2 separate regions of the Triticum aestivum genome follow, and region 2 is linked to region 1. The links are chromatin contacts, called in public Hi-C maps. All regions are on one chromosome and are shown on one strand. Each heading gives the region's core, a stretch centred on a gene start, on an enhancer-like site or on the middle of the called end of the contact. The rest is flanking DNA. Distances are from core to core; before and after follow the strand shown.

The links. Hi-C and Micro-C count contacts between places; a contact is called where the count stands out from the background.
Region 2: a contact with region 1 is called in a Hi-C map of leaf, with 5 times the contacts expected there. The contact joins the promoter of LOC123098169 here to the promoter of LOC123098168 in region 1. A contact is called at or near these places in 3 of 5 Hi-C or Micro-C datasets (leaf and an unstated tissue).

The regions. Positions count from the first base shown.
Region 1 is chr4D:398,585,115-398,591,205 of IWGSC CS RefSeq v2.1, reverse strand. It overlaps LOC123098168 (homeobox-leucine zipper protein HOX19), which reads right to left and starts at 2,487. Exons shown (of 3, transcript XM_044520066.1): 1 at 1,867-2,487; 2 at 1,530-1,609; 3 at 277-1,225. The coding sequence starts at 2,259. The coding sequence ends at 874.
Region 2 is chr4D:398,817,994-398,823,879 of IWGSC CS RefSeq v2.1, reverse strand. It overlaps LOC123098169 (branched-chain-amino-acid aminotransferase 2, chloroplastic), which reads right to left and starts at 1,807. Exons shown (of 7, transcript XM_044520067.1): 1 at 1,532-1,807; 2 at 1,230-1,303; 3 at 691-1,051; 4 at 342-572; 5 at 42-254. The coding sequence starts at 1,624.

The DNA of each region.
Region 1 (6,091 bases), core at 1,238-3,737:
AAACGACCTCTGATGGACGATGAAGCAGAAACCGCACGTCACTAATTACCAGGCAATACCCCGAGCTTCTTTCTAGTCAAATCGGAGTGGTCGTGTGAAAATTGGCCTGGTTAACCAGGTAGAGGTTACAACTTACAACGGTGCAATTAACATAACTGAACAGATGGTTAAGCAAGAGCAGAAGAGAGGCTAAGCTTTCCCATTAACAATTAAATGAACCAGCAAAGGCGAAAGCAACAGGGAGGCAAAGTAAAGTTTAAGGCCCGACAGGCACAATCATTGAAACGTATATGCATATAGAAAAAGTCAGAAAGGTATACACATTACACACGTACGCACCCGACAGGGAGAGCCTCTCTCATGTCATCATCCAAACACTGCCTGACACGACTAGGAATTAGTTCATCACAGCGGCGGCTTAGTCTATTATCTCCTCTCCGATGATCAGCTTTTGAACACAAAAAGGCAGAGAAGCCAACCAAAAGGAGAGGTCCACGGTTACATGCATGCACAAGAATATACAATGGCCGGCCGCTTCGAGTACTAGCTACTGCCTACTACAGGTGGCTGTTTGACTACCTATCGTCTATGGATTGCGCCTATGATTGATGGATGGATGGATTAGCTAAACTGAACAAGATTCGGGACTAAACCCCCAGACCAAGAAATGGCAAAAGTAGGAGGATCGTGTCCATGTCCATGTCCTGCAGCTGGCTGGCTGCAAGGATCATATGTTACTTGCGACGTGAGGTATTAGCTATGGCAGCCACTGCTACTTACTTGTAGCTAGCTAGCTAGCTATGGCGGTGGTGCAGGTCGATGTTGATGAGCGTCGTGTATGTACGTACGTGCGGTCGGCGGAGCGCAGATCGATCAGCAGGCGGCGGAGTGGGTGAAGGGGTTGAAGAAGTGGTGGGTGGCAGCCTTGGGCCTGTCGGGGTCGACCTTGCCGGCGGCGGTGGCGGCGGTTCCGCCCAGGCGTTCGCAGGACGGGCAGATGGTCAGCGTGGCGGCCGGCAGCTGCATGTAGAACGGCGCCGGCGGGGCCGCGGCGGAGGACGGCGTCCCGGGGTGTTGGCTGGCGTTGTTGGGCGGTGGCGGCGGGGCGAACTTGATGGTGCGGAGCTCCTGCAGCTCCCGCTGCAGCCGGCGGTTCTCCTCGGTGAGCGTCTCGCAGCAGCGCTTCAGGAACTCGCAGTCCACCTCCGTCTGCTTCAGCTTCGTCCTGCATGCACGTGAACGGGATCCAACGTTAGTTTTACAAAAAGTTCACCAACACAACTGAAACGACCCGTAATTTTAGGGAGAGGTCTCGCTAATTTTTCATGCATGCATGGACGTAAAACAAAATGAATTGAGATGGGAGTGCAACACACAAAATGATTGCCCGTGTGTTTTTTTTTTTGAGAAAGATGAAGAGGTGTATAATACAAGGATTAATTGTTTCAAGTCAGCTCTAGCAGGAGACCGTAAGCTGGGGTGCCAATATCATATAGACATATACTCGTGTATAATACAAGGCTCCTAACCTGGCTCTTCTGTTCTGGAACCAGACTTCCACCTGCCTTGGCCTGAGGTTTAATTGCTTGGCTAAAGCCACTTTCTGCTTCTGCTCAAATCCAAAAAGGACACACAAAGGAAAAAAAGTTCAGTAACACATTTTTATTTTTGATTCAGCAGCTCATACTATGGATCAAGAAAGTAAAAACCAGATTTGAGGAGGCATGCGTACGCGCATGCATAAATAGAGAAGAAGATCTCAACAGATGAAAGATGATGCATGTTAGGTATCCGCGGCCATCTATCAGTAGCGGTGAATCGATTCGAACGTGACTAGTACGCATGCGTACGTACGAACGTACGTACCGGGTTGAGGGTGCTGTGCTCCTTGAAGCGGTCCTCCAGGAGGGCGGACTGCTCCTTGGTCAGCCTCAGCTTCTTCCGCGTGCTGCCGTCGTCGTCCTCCTCGGCGCCCACCGCCGTGGACGATACCATCTCGCCCAGGTCCGCCTCCTCGGCCCGCTCCCTCTTCACCGCGCCCCCCACCGACATGGACGACACGCCGCCGGACGCGGTGCCGGTCATGGTGGTGTCGTCCGGCATGCTGAGGGTCAGCGACGGCTCCGCCTCCCACAGGGTCAGCCGGCCGCTGTTGCTGCTGCGGTGCGCCGACGACGGCCCGTCGCCTCCGCCTCCGCCCCCGCCGCCCAGGGACAGGCCCAGCGCCAGGCCGGCGTCGTGGACCTCCTCCTGCGACATGGCGTGGCGCACAAATCGGCAGAGCCAATGGTCTCTAGCTAGCTTGACCCAAGAACCAGCAAACTATCTTGTCTATCTGCGCCGACTTGAATCCTCTCGCAGTTCTTGCAGGGTGCCGCGGAAGTGTATTCACGCGTCTGTGTAGTAGAGGTGAGGAGAGGAGAGGGGAGGGGAGGGGAGGAAGGAAGGAATGAGTGAGGGGAATGAATTGGTTGAGGCCGAGGGGTTGAGAATATTTGAGGAGGAAGAGGAGCGAGGGAGGGAGGTGTGGAGCCGCCCGGGGGGGACAAGGCGATGCAAACCCACATCACACGGGCGTACGCGCACGCGCACTCGACACTTGCGAATGTTTGACAAGCCCAGCACAGGCAGCAGGGAGATCGACCCCTCGCGCCGGGAGGGTCCAGACTCCACAGACCAGAGTGCCGTGCTGCGCCCTCCGTCTCCCTCCCTCTCTCTGGGCGTGTTCCCTCCTACAGATGTGCATATTTTTCATCCCGTTCTCAGCAGCCAGCCATCGCTGCTGCTCAAAAGTCGGGTTTTTCTTTTAGGTTTTTCTCGTGCTGCTGGTATGGATGGATGATTAGGGGTGCCGCGTGGACGCGCGTGTGTAAAGGGGCCGGCAATATTAGAAGCCGCACGCACACATCAGCCTCGCTCGCTCGGCCCCTTGTGCCCACACGCATGCATGTAGGCGTTACAAAAGGTGAGACATGCAGCAGATCCTCCGTTTCTTTTTTGCTTGCTGCTACTACTGTTCTGTTCACCGAGGGTGGGCGCGTTCTAGATCAGTTAGGTACGCACGTACGTGTATAGATATAATAGACTCATCCGTTCAGGTACGGACCTCCCGCTTTGGTTCTAGTACAAGTATATTTCACATGATGATCATGCATGCATGGCTCGATAATTGTTAGGTATTTGCACAAATGATTGTGGTGGAGATGGATGCGCTTGTGGCACAAATATTACGACTCATCATGCACCCACCCAACCATATGAACCACCTTCCCTTCCCTTCCCTACGTATGTGCTCATTTACTAGACGTGTGGTTGGCCGGCCCGGCCTGGTGTGCCTGCTTGCCTGGTGGTTTCGTTTCTTCCCGATCCCTGCTTACTTTCCTTGATCGCCATCAAGTGCTACTACTGGTATGGACTTTTTCTGCAACCTGGCTACCCTCCCAATTCCATGTAGCTAGCTAGGTCTTGTTGGCTCCCGGCCTTTCCCTCGCCACCTTCTTGCTTTCCACATAGGACATGAGCGCGCCCCTGGACCGGAAACTGGCCTCTTTTGCGCGGTGTGGGGCAGGGCTGCTGCCTCATCCTGTGACATCTTTCTCAATGATAGGCCTGGAGTGAGTGAGTTCAGATTGCATCCGTCCATCCGTCATTCTCGCCTCTTGCTTGCTAACCAGGGCGTCGCCGCTAACTAGGCTGGGGAGAATTAATTGTGGCAGGACTTTCTTCCTCGATTCTACTGGCGCTTCCACTGTTTTCTTGGTTGGTTTACGTTCCTTTTTGTGCGTTGCACATCATCACATGGCCTGCCATGGCATGTACAGTAGTAGAGGGGAGTTAGAAACTCGCGGTTTGAAATTATGATCAAACGCAGTTTATTATAGTTTAGGCAGCAATGGCGTGGACCAGCATCGCGAACGACATTCATGGTCGATATACCATCATCGTGTACAAATTAGGATACGCCCGCATGCACCTCGCATGCCTACGTAATGCATGCGTGAGAAGCGTCAAAACCATCAGGATTGCACCATGATCAGTTCGCTGTTGCACGCCACACAAGTCGGATTCTCCTTTGAATGATTGAAACCTGAAGGACACCGGGTCACTGCACATTGATTGCCATCGATCCTTGACGGCCACACATGAGATGTTGGCGGGTGTTCTCTTTCCCTCTCCTCGACCTCCATGGCTTCATGCTGCATGCATACTCTGTGCATGGGGGAAATGAGTGAGTTGCCGTTGCATTTGGATGGGGGTACTTCCCTCCCATTGCCTGGCATTTGCATAGGCAGGAGAAGAATTGCGGGGGGCGCTTAATCGGACGGACCATGGGCCACAGTGTCTGGCTCACAGGGGGAAAAAGCAGGTGACGTGGGGCCTATCACTCTGCTGGATATCGGTGCCTCGATCAGTCCGGGATTTCTTTCTGGGAGAGGTTGCTTTGGGCGCTAGCCGCTCATATTCCCCCACTTTTGACAATGAATTTCGATGTGGCCAGCTGCTCCTCCTACAATCTGATAGAGGGATGGGGTGCATGATGAGATGTGTTATTGTTAAGAACTTAAAGAGTAGTACCATGAAATGGGGTTCTCTTTCAGTGATCAGTTAGGGCGCAATGATCAGACTCGTGACGACCAACCACCCGCCGTTAACCAAACTGTGTACGATTGCTGTTAGCGGTCAAATCGTAATAAACCAAATAACTGTGGGAACCGGACGACGATGTCCACTGCCAACCGCAAAAACCATCTCCAAAATGCATGAGCAGAGTCTGCAATCAGCATGAATCACGTTTAAAAGATACCCTAACGAGGCTCCTCACATGGCGAGTTTGGCTACTGATCCAGTTGCAAGGCTGCCTTGAAGGCGTAAGTATTCGTACCATGCAATGCTTTCAAGAGGAAGAAACTAGTAGTGGTACAGAAGTACAGAACCTCACGCATACCATCCATGAGATCGAGCAACGGCACACGTTGGATCACACTAATTAAAAACATGCATCACTTCGTAGATGTTTGAGTTTTTCTCCGTAGAGTCGACGCAACAGAATAATGAATCGATAACGCCAAATTATTTTGGTTCCCTAAAAAAAGAGTGTTCACCTCAAAGTCTCAACACTGGCCGTGACCAAATATTAAGCGTCATGGCCGTGCCTCCGCTGCTTGCTCTCTTTGTGGGGAGAGCGAGAACACCAAGCACATCCTCTCTAATTGTGTTTTAGCTAAACTAGGATGGAGTTGCGTCTGATCGTGGTTGAATGCTCCCTGGAACCGACTAGCATAGATTATCTACTCCCTCTGCAAATAAATATAAGAGCGTTTAGATCACTACTTTAGTGATCTAAACACTCTTATACTTCTTTAAGGAGGGAGTACTTAACATCTTAAAAAGCCTCTTGGCCAGGTTGCCCGCGTCTTTTGGATCACCTTAGGTGCTTTTGGCTGGTCCTTATGAACCATTAGAAACAAATTTATGATTGAATGATTGTTTCCCAACTTCCCTTCCGACTAACTGTTCAAAATGACTGCTTTTGTTCAGCAGTGGAACCCTCTCGCTAAGTCTGTGGATGTCGATATTGTCGCCCTGATGGTCTCCAAGATCTGTGCCTCGTCCATCGTCCTTTCGCCCCCGCCAACCTGATGTGGTCTCAGTCTCCTTTACCTTTTCTTCCAAGCCTGTGTGCCTTGGTTTGATTGGGCCAATAGCTCCTGTGCGACGTTTTTGAGGTGAATTGGCAGGAGTGCGACGTTGTTCGAGCGAATGGCTATGGTGCGACACATTTGAGCGTGTAAATAGCCCAGGGCCACATGGGGTGTTAAATGTGGTTAAATTGATCGTCAACCAAGCCCGCCCGTTTATGTTAGGACATGTGGGTCCAACTTAATTGTTCCTCAAAACAGCTGACCGTGCCCTGCCGCCCGATCGTGCCGGGCCCGCCACTCTGCCCCCCTTCTTCTCCGGTGGCGTCGGATCTTGCGTTCTCGGTGGCGGCGGCGGAGCCTTCGTCCTCAGAAAATGGTGAGTGAATTCAAACCCTAGTCGCCCTCCCGTTCCTCTCTCGGCCCCGTAGATCTCAGCTCGTTTCCTCTGT
Region 2 (5,886 bases), core at 558-3,057, 230 kb before region 1:
ATGGACAGTAGCGGCGGAGTGGAGTGGAGTGATCGATCGACCTGGTAGCCGCTGTCTCGGGCGAGCTCGATGATGCTCCTGCGCGTGACCCCCGGCAGGATGGTCCCCGCCGTCGCCGGCGTCGCGACGGCGCCGCCCTTCACGACGAAGAGGTTGCAGGAGGAGGCCTCCTCCACGTACCTCTTGTGGACCGAGTCCAGGTACAGCACGTCCGCGAACCCCTTGCTCCTCGCGTCCATCTGCGCCTTGAGCACCTGACGATGGGATAAAAACACCGGTCGGTCAGTCACATTTTCTGGAAATTCACCTGAAGAAGAAGTTACCGGCTAAAGGATTTTCACCGGCGCGTAGTTGGAGATGGTCTTGACCCCGCCGGTGCCGCCCGGCATGGCGCGGTGGATCTCCTCCTCGACCAGCAGGTTTATCGCCGCCATGCCTTCCTTGAAATATGTGCCCACGGGCGCGGCGTAGATCATGAAGGTGTACTCGGGCGCCGGCGCCAGCCCGAGGATCGCCCCGCTCCCGATGAGCAGCGGCCTGAGGTACAGCGCTCCCTTTCCTTGCGGTGGCACCTGAAACCAACGTACGCGAGGGGTGGTTGCAGTGCGGAGGTCAGCCATGGAGGGCTCATGAGCATGGCGTGCACTCACGTCACGTGAATAAAGGAACAAATCGATGCTGACCACGTACCCAGCGCTTGTTGGCGAGGACGGTCTGCTTGACGGCGTGCACGAACTGCTCGACGGACGGGGAAGGCATGCACATGCGCCCGGCGCCGTGCTGCATCCGCCGCGCGTTCTCCTCCGGCCGGAACAGCGTGTACCCGGGCCCGTCCGCCCTCCGGTACGCCTTGAGCCCCTCGAACAGCCCCTGCCCGTAGTTGAGGACGCCGGAGGAGGGGCTGAGCTCGATGTTGCCGTAGCGGGCGAGCTCGCCGCGGGAGAAGCCGCCCTCCTCCTGCGTGCACCGCATGACGTACATGTAGTCGGTCGGGGTCAGCCCGAAGCCGAGGTTGTCCCAGTCGATGTCGCCGCCGCCCTCCTCGTCGGACCTGCATGCAGCCAAGCCAAACCGCACACGGATGCCCCGGTGGCGACGGCACAAGCATTGAGTTTGAGTGCGACGAACGGCACAAAATGGTAAAAGCCATTGGCGATCGAACTGCGAACGAATCGAAACCAACCACGGAAAGTAATTTACGATGAACCTGCTGCATGTCACTCACGCACCTGTCGACGGGGTCCAGCTGCGGCTGCGACGACTTCCACCGGGACGGGAGAAGAGAGCGGCCGCCGCCTCCGTCCTGCACACCGAGAAGGCGCCTACTGTGAGTTCCGATCGACCTCATCGTCATCCTCATCCTCATGGAGGCGGGACGGGAGAGCATCGTGGCCATGGATAAATCTTAGTAGACGGGAAAATGCTCTTCTCCGCAACGGAAACAAGAAGAGTAAAAGCGCCAGGCCCGGCGGCCATGCTTTGTAGACGGGGATCTCAACTGCAAAAGCACGAGAAGCGCGCGGGTACGCACCGTCCCGAGTAGAGCTCGGAGGCCGCCGATGACCCCGCCGGCCGAGGTGCGGCCCCACGGGAGGGCGCGCTTCGCAGACGACAGCACGTCCATGCACGCACGCACGTCCGGCCGGCCCGCTAGCTGGATCGCTCGCCAAAGTTGTTCAAGAGAGCAATGGTTTGCAAGCGAGCACAGCACGTCGGCACCTATACCAGTGGCAGTGGGTTAAAATGGCAAGTGTTCGTAAAGAGGTTTCTATATAGGTCGTGGAGAATTTGGCAAGTGTTCGATTTGCCCTGCTGTATCCTACCCTTATAGAAGGCCACATGCATTGGTTTAGGAAACACATGCATTGGTTTTTTATGGCGAATTAACACATGCATTAGCAGGATACGGTAATGTTTGGCAAAGATATTTGGCAATGTTTGACAAAGACTGTGCCCTGTTACGGGACTCCTGTTACGGGGGATCGAGCGTGCGCCAAAGCTCTAGGAGCAGCAAACTTGCTTTTCCTGGATCGAGACAAAACCATCGACGGAGATGGCAATTGACCCGTGGGCCCAGGCACTGAGTGGACCCCGCGAGGCAGTGACAGAGTACAGCCGCGCCTGGCACGGCACCTCCTGGGAACGAGGAAGTCGTAGTCGCGCTGCTCTGCCGCGTGTAAGGCGTGATGGCGTCTGCCAAGCTTTTTTTTTTTCCAAAAAAACTTCCAATCTATACGGAAATTGCCTTTGGTGACCGAGCTCACTGGAGGCCTCCATATTCAAAATTCAAATTTCATCGAAATTCATATTTTTTTACATTTCAAAAAATTCTAAATTTTTTTACTGGTATACATGAAGGCATAACACACATGTGTGTAAATTTTCAGGGCAAACATGTTGAAATGAGGGCTGTGCAAAAAAGACAAATCTGGGGTTGTTTAACACATGATACTATTCATCCTCCCAGACCATGAATTTGTCTTTTTTGTACATGTTGCATTTCAATGTATTTCATCATGAAATTTTACACACATGTGGGTTACATCCTTACATACATGCATATTTTTTCAGAATTTTTTGAAACATAAAAGTTTGAATTTGATTTTTTCAAAAATAAAGGCCTCCATGGAGCTCGGCCTCCAAAACGCCATTATCCAATCTATACGTCTATAATATTATGGCAATACAATGAACACCAGAAATAATAAAAAAATACAGTCAAATCCATAGACCACCTAGCGACAATTACAAGAATTGAAGTGAGCCGAAGGCGCGCTGTCGTCACCGCCCCTCCCTTGTCGGAGGCGGGCATAACTTGTTATAGTAGATAGTCGGGAAGTCGTCGTGTCAAGGCCCCATAGGACCAGCGTACCAGAACAACAACCACCGCCGATGAAGATAAATATAGATCGGAAGGATCCAACCAGAAGACGCATGAAGGTAGATGATTGAAGACCGTATCTGAGCAGATCCACCGAAGACAACCCCTGACCGAATCCTGCGAGATATGCCAGAGACAGACATCCACACGCCATCCGATGATGCTAGACACACCACCGACATGAGCGGGGAGAACCTTATTCCATCTTCAGGGAGCCGTCGTCGTCTCGTCTTCCTGAGCAGGACACAAACCCTAACTAAGCTCAAAGAAACATCTAAAAATGGTGCCCTCCTGCCGGCCGACAAGTGCCGGGATTCACCATGCCCCATGGCCCTAGCAATTCTAGCATTGTCGTTGTATCAGTCTGATCTTTTTAGTGGTATATCATTCTGATTGATATCGTAACTTGTCGATATGGTCATTTTGGTAGGAAGTGTAACTCTAACAAAGTCGTCGTCCGCTTATCGTCCTGCATAATTTATGGAGCGTGCTCCATGTTCAGTCCGCGAGCCTTCACATTTGGAGGCTGGGGGCGTTGATATGGAAGGACCTCCATCCACGATTGCTCGCGCGGTGAAGTTTTAGCACAACCTCTTAGTCCCCCGCACAACCCCATCAATGGCCCGTACGTACAATTGCCGCTTCCGTCCCTGCGAATATCCGTTTATCCACTAGGAAGAGCGTTAATTAATGATCGTCGCTGCATTTCGCACTTGTTTCCCACCCGCACATGGCGAATCCCCCTCCCCTCGTTTCCCACCCAAGCGCACCCATTTGCGGGTATATAAACCCCCATCTCGACACCACCACATCCACCCTCTTCCACGACATCGGCACACTCATCCCATCGTCTCCCTTTGTCGGCCACCACCCCTCATTCTCTCTTCCACCGTTACCATGTCGGTGCGGCCACATGGACCTTTCCCTGGCAAGACCGAAGAGGACCGCACCGAGAGAGAGTGCTAGGAGAGGGCGTGAGACTTCCCTGAATGGGTTGAGGACGATGTGCGCCATAAGGCAAAATCAGTCGACGGTGGCGCTCGCCTACCCGACCCTCAAGTACTTTGACCGCAAGTCGACGACCGTTTGTGCAGAAATGAATACCGCGGGTCAAGATTTTGGCCTCATCCTACATCCAAGGCGCACATGCGTTCATCGACTGCATGGCCATGGAAGTCGCGGCAGCCGAAGACACCCCCGTCTGTGAGGTCACTTCAAAGAGGAGGAAGAGCTCATAGTTTAGTACAGAATCGTTGTAAATCCTTCTTGGAATCCATTTCTTTTAAGAATATTTAACCTAGAAATATATATTTGTAGGCATAAACTTTTCGTCATACAACGATCAACAATTTGCATTAAATGAATACTTGATGCACTTCATAAATAACAATAATCAACAACAATATTGATACTTAATAATCTAATGTCTCTTCTCATTAATGAGCTTAACGAGTTTTTTTTGCGAGGAAATAATCTTGGTCACGATGGGAAAGGTCCATACTACCTTCACAATGCATAGTACCATAACTTGTGTCACAGAAATGTCATTTATTGCCATGCATGACACATACTAGTACGTCATTTAATATGATATGGTATCGTATCATGATACTCAACCATCTCTTTTCTCATTTAATTGTATGCAACTTCACCTAAAATGCATAGTTAACATGCATGATACTACCTATGATACTCTTATTGTGACCGGACTAACTCGTTAGCTTGAATCCTTAAATTAATGATCTTAGATTAAAACCTGGTTTTACTCTTAGTTAACGAGTTTGAGTCGAGTCAAGTCATGAGCTACTTGTTTAGTCTATGAGTTTTGAGTTTTAATCCAGTCCTAGTTGTATCAACCAAAACTCTCATATGAATTCTACAAGTTTTCCAGGTAGGAGCTTGGCACCACTACTTTCGCTAGCCGGTTGGGGTCGTTGAAGGTCTTCGAACTTGGTTGCATTTTGCTTCTTTCCTTGATAAATAAAATTCCGCGGCGGCACGGCCCCACGCACCTCTTTTGAGCTGGCGGTACTAGCGAGTTTTCTCTTGCTTATCTTCTTCGTTTCTTCGTCTCGATAGACAGCAAAGCCGTTGCTTATCTTGTCATCCATGCAGGCCATGACTCGGTGTCTTTATGCTACGACGTCTCTGGTGCTGGTAGGTGCATGCATGCAATGTATCAAAGCCTACGTGTCCCCACGCGCGCGTTCTCGAGTCGCCTCAAATGATCCGTCTGTGCTCATCCGTATGCGATCAAGTGGATGGGATCAGCTGACTGTATTCACTATTCAGTATGTGCCCAAGTCACAAAATGCGCCACGAGACCTATGGAAATCCATTGTTTGCACGCTGCTGCCTTCTTTGCGTGCATAATCTGTTTTGTGGTTGGTCAGTGGGTTCTTATTTTCGGCTTATTTTTCTTAAGGTGGTTAGTGGGTTCTTAAGATCACCTAACAACAATACGAGTGCAAAAGACACCAATATGTTTTTGTGTCCGGAAAACCTTCCAATCTGTAGTCATTAACCCTCAACACTGCTGGAACAGGGCTCGATGCCGACGGCCAAATGTATGCCGACAGCCCCGTCGGCCTACTCCATGCTATACTGACAGCTGAGTCCAGGCCGTCGGCATACAATGGCCGTCGGGCTATCCCCGGCTACGCCTACAACTGCCGTCGGCATAGCCCAGACTACGCCTACAGCTGCCGTCGGCATATATTGGCCGTCGGCATAGCTGCGGGCCCGCCGACCACGCACGTGCGGGCGGCTAACGGCGTCGGATATATGCCGACGGCGGAGACGGGCGGCCGTCGGCATAGATACAGGTGCCACGTCATTGATCCAAAGCGCATCGACCAAGACCTATACCGACGGCTGCCGTCGGCATAGATGACACGTCATCGATCCGCGGCGCGCCGTCCATCTGCCCTGGCCGCAGTATATATATATTTGCTTTTTTTCATAGCTATATTTTTATGTTTTTTTTACGTATTATTATTTGACTA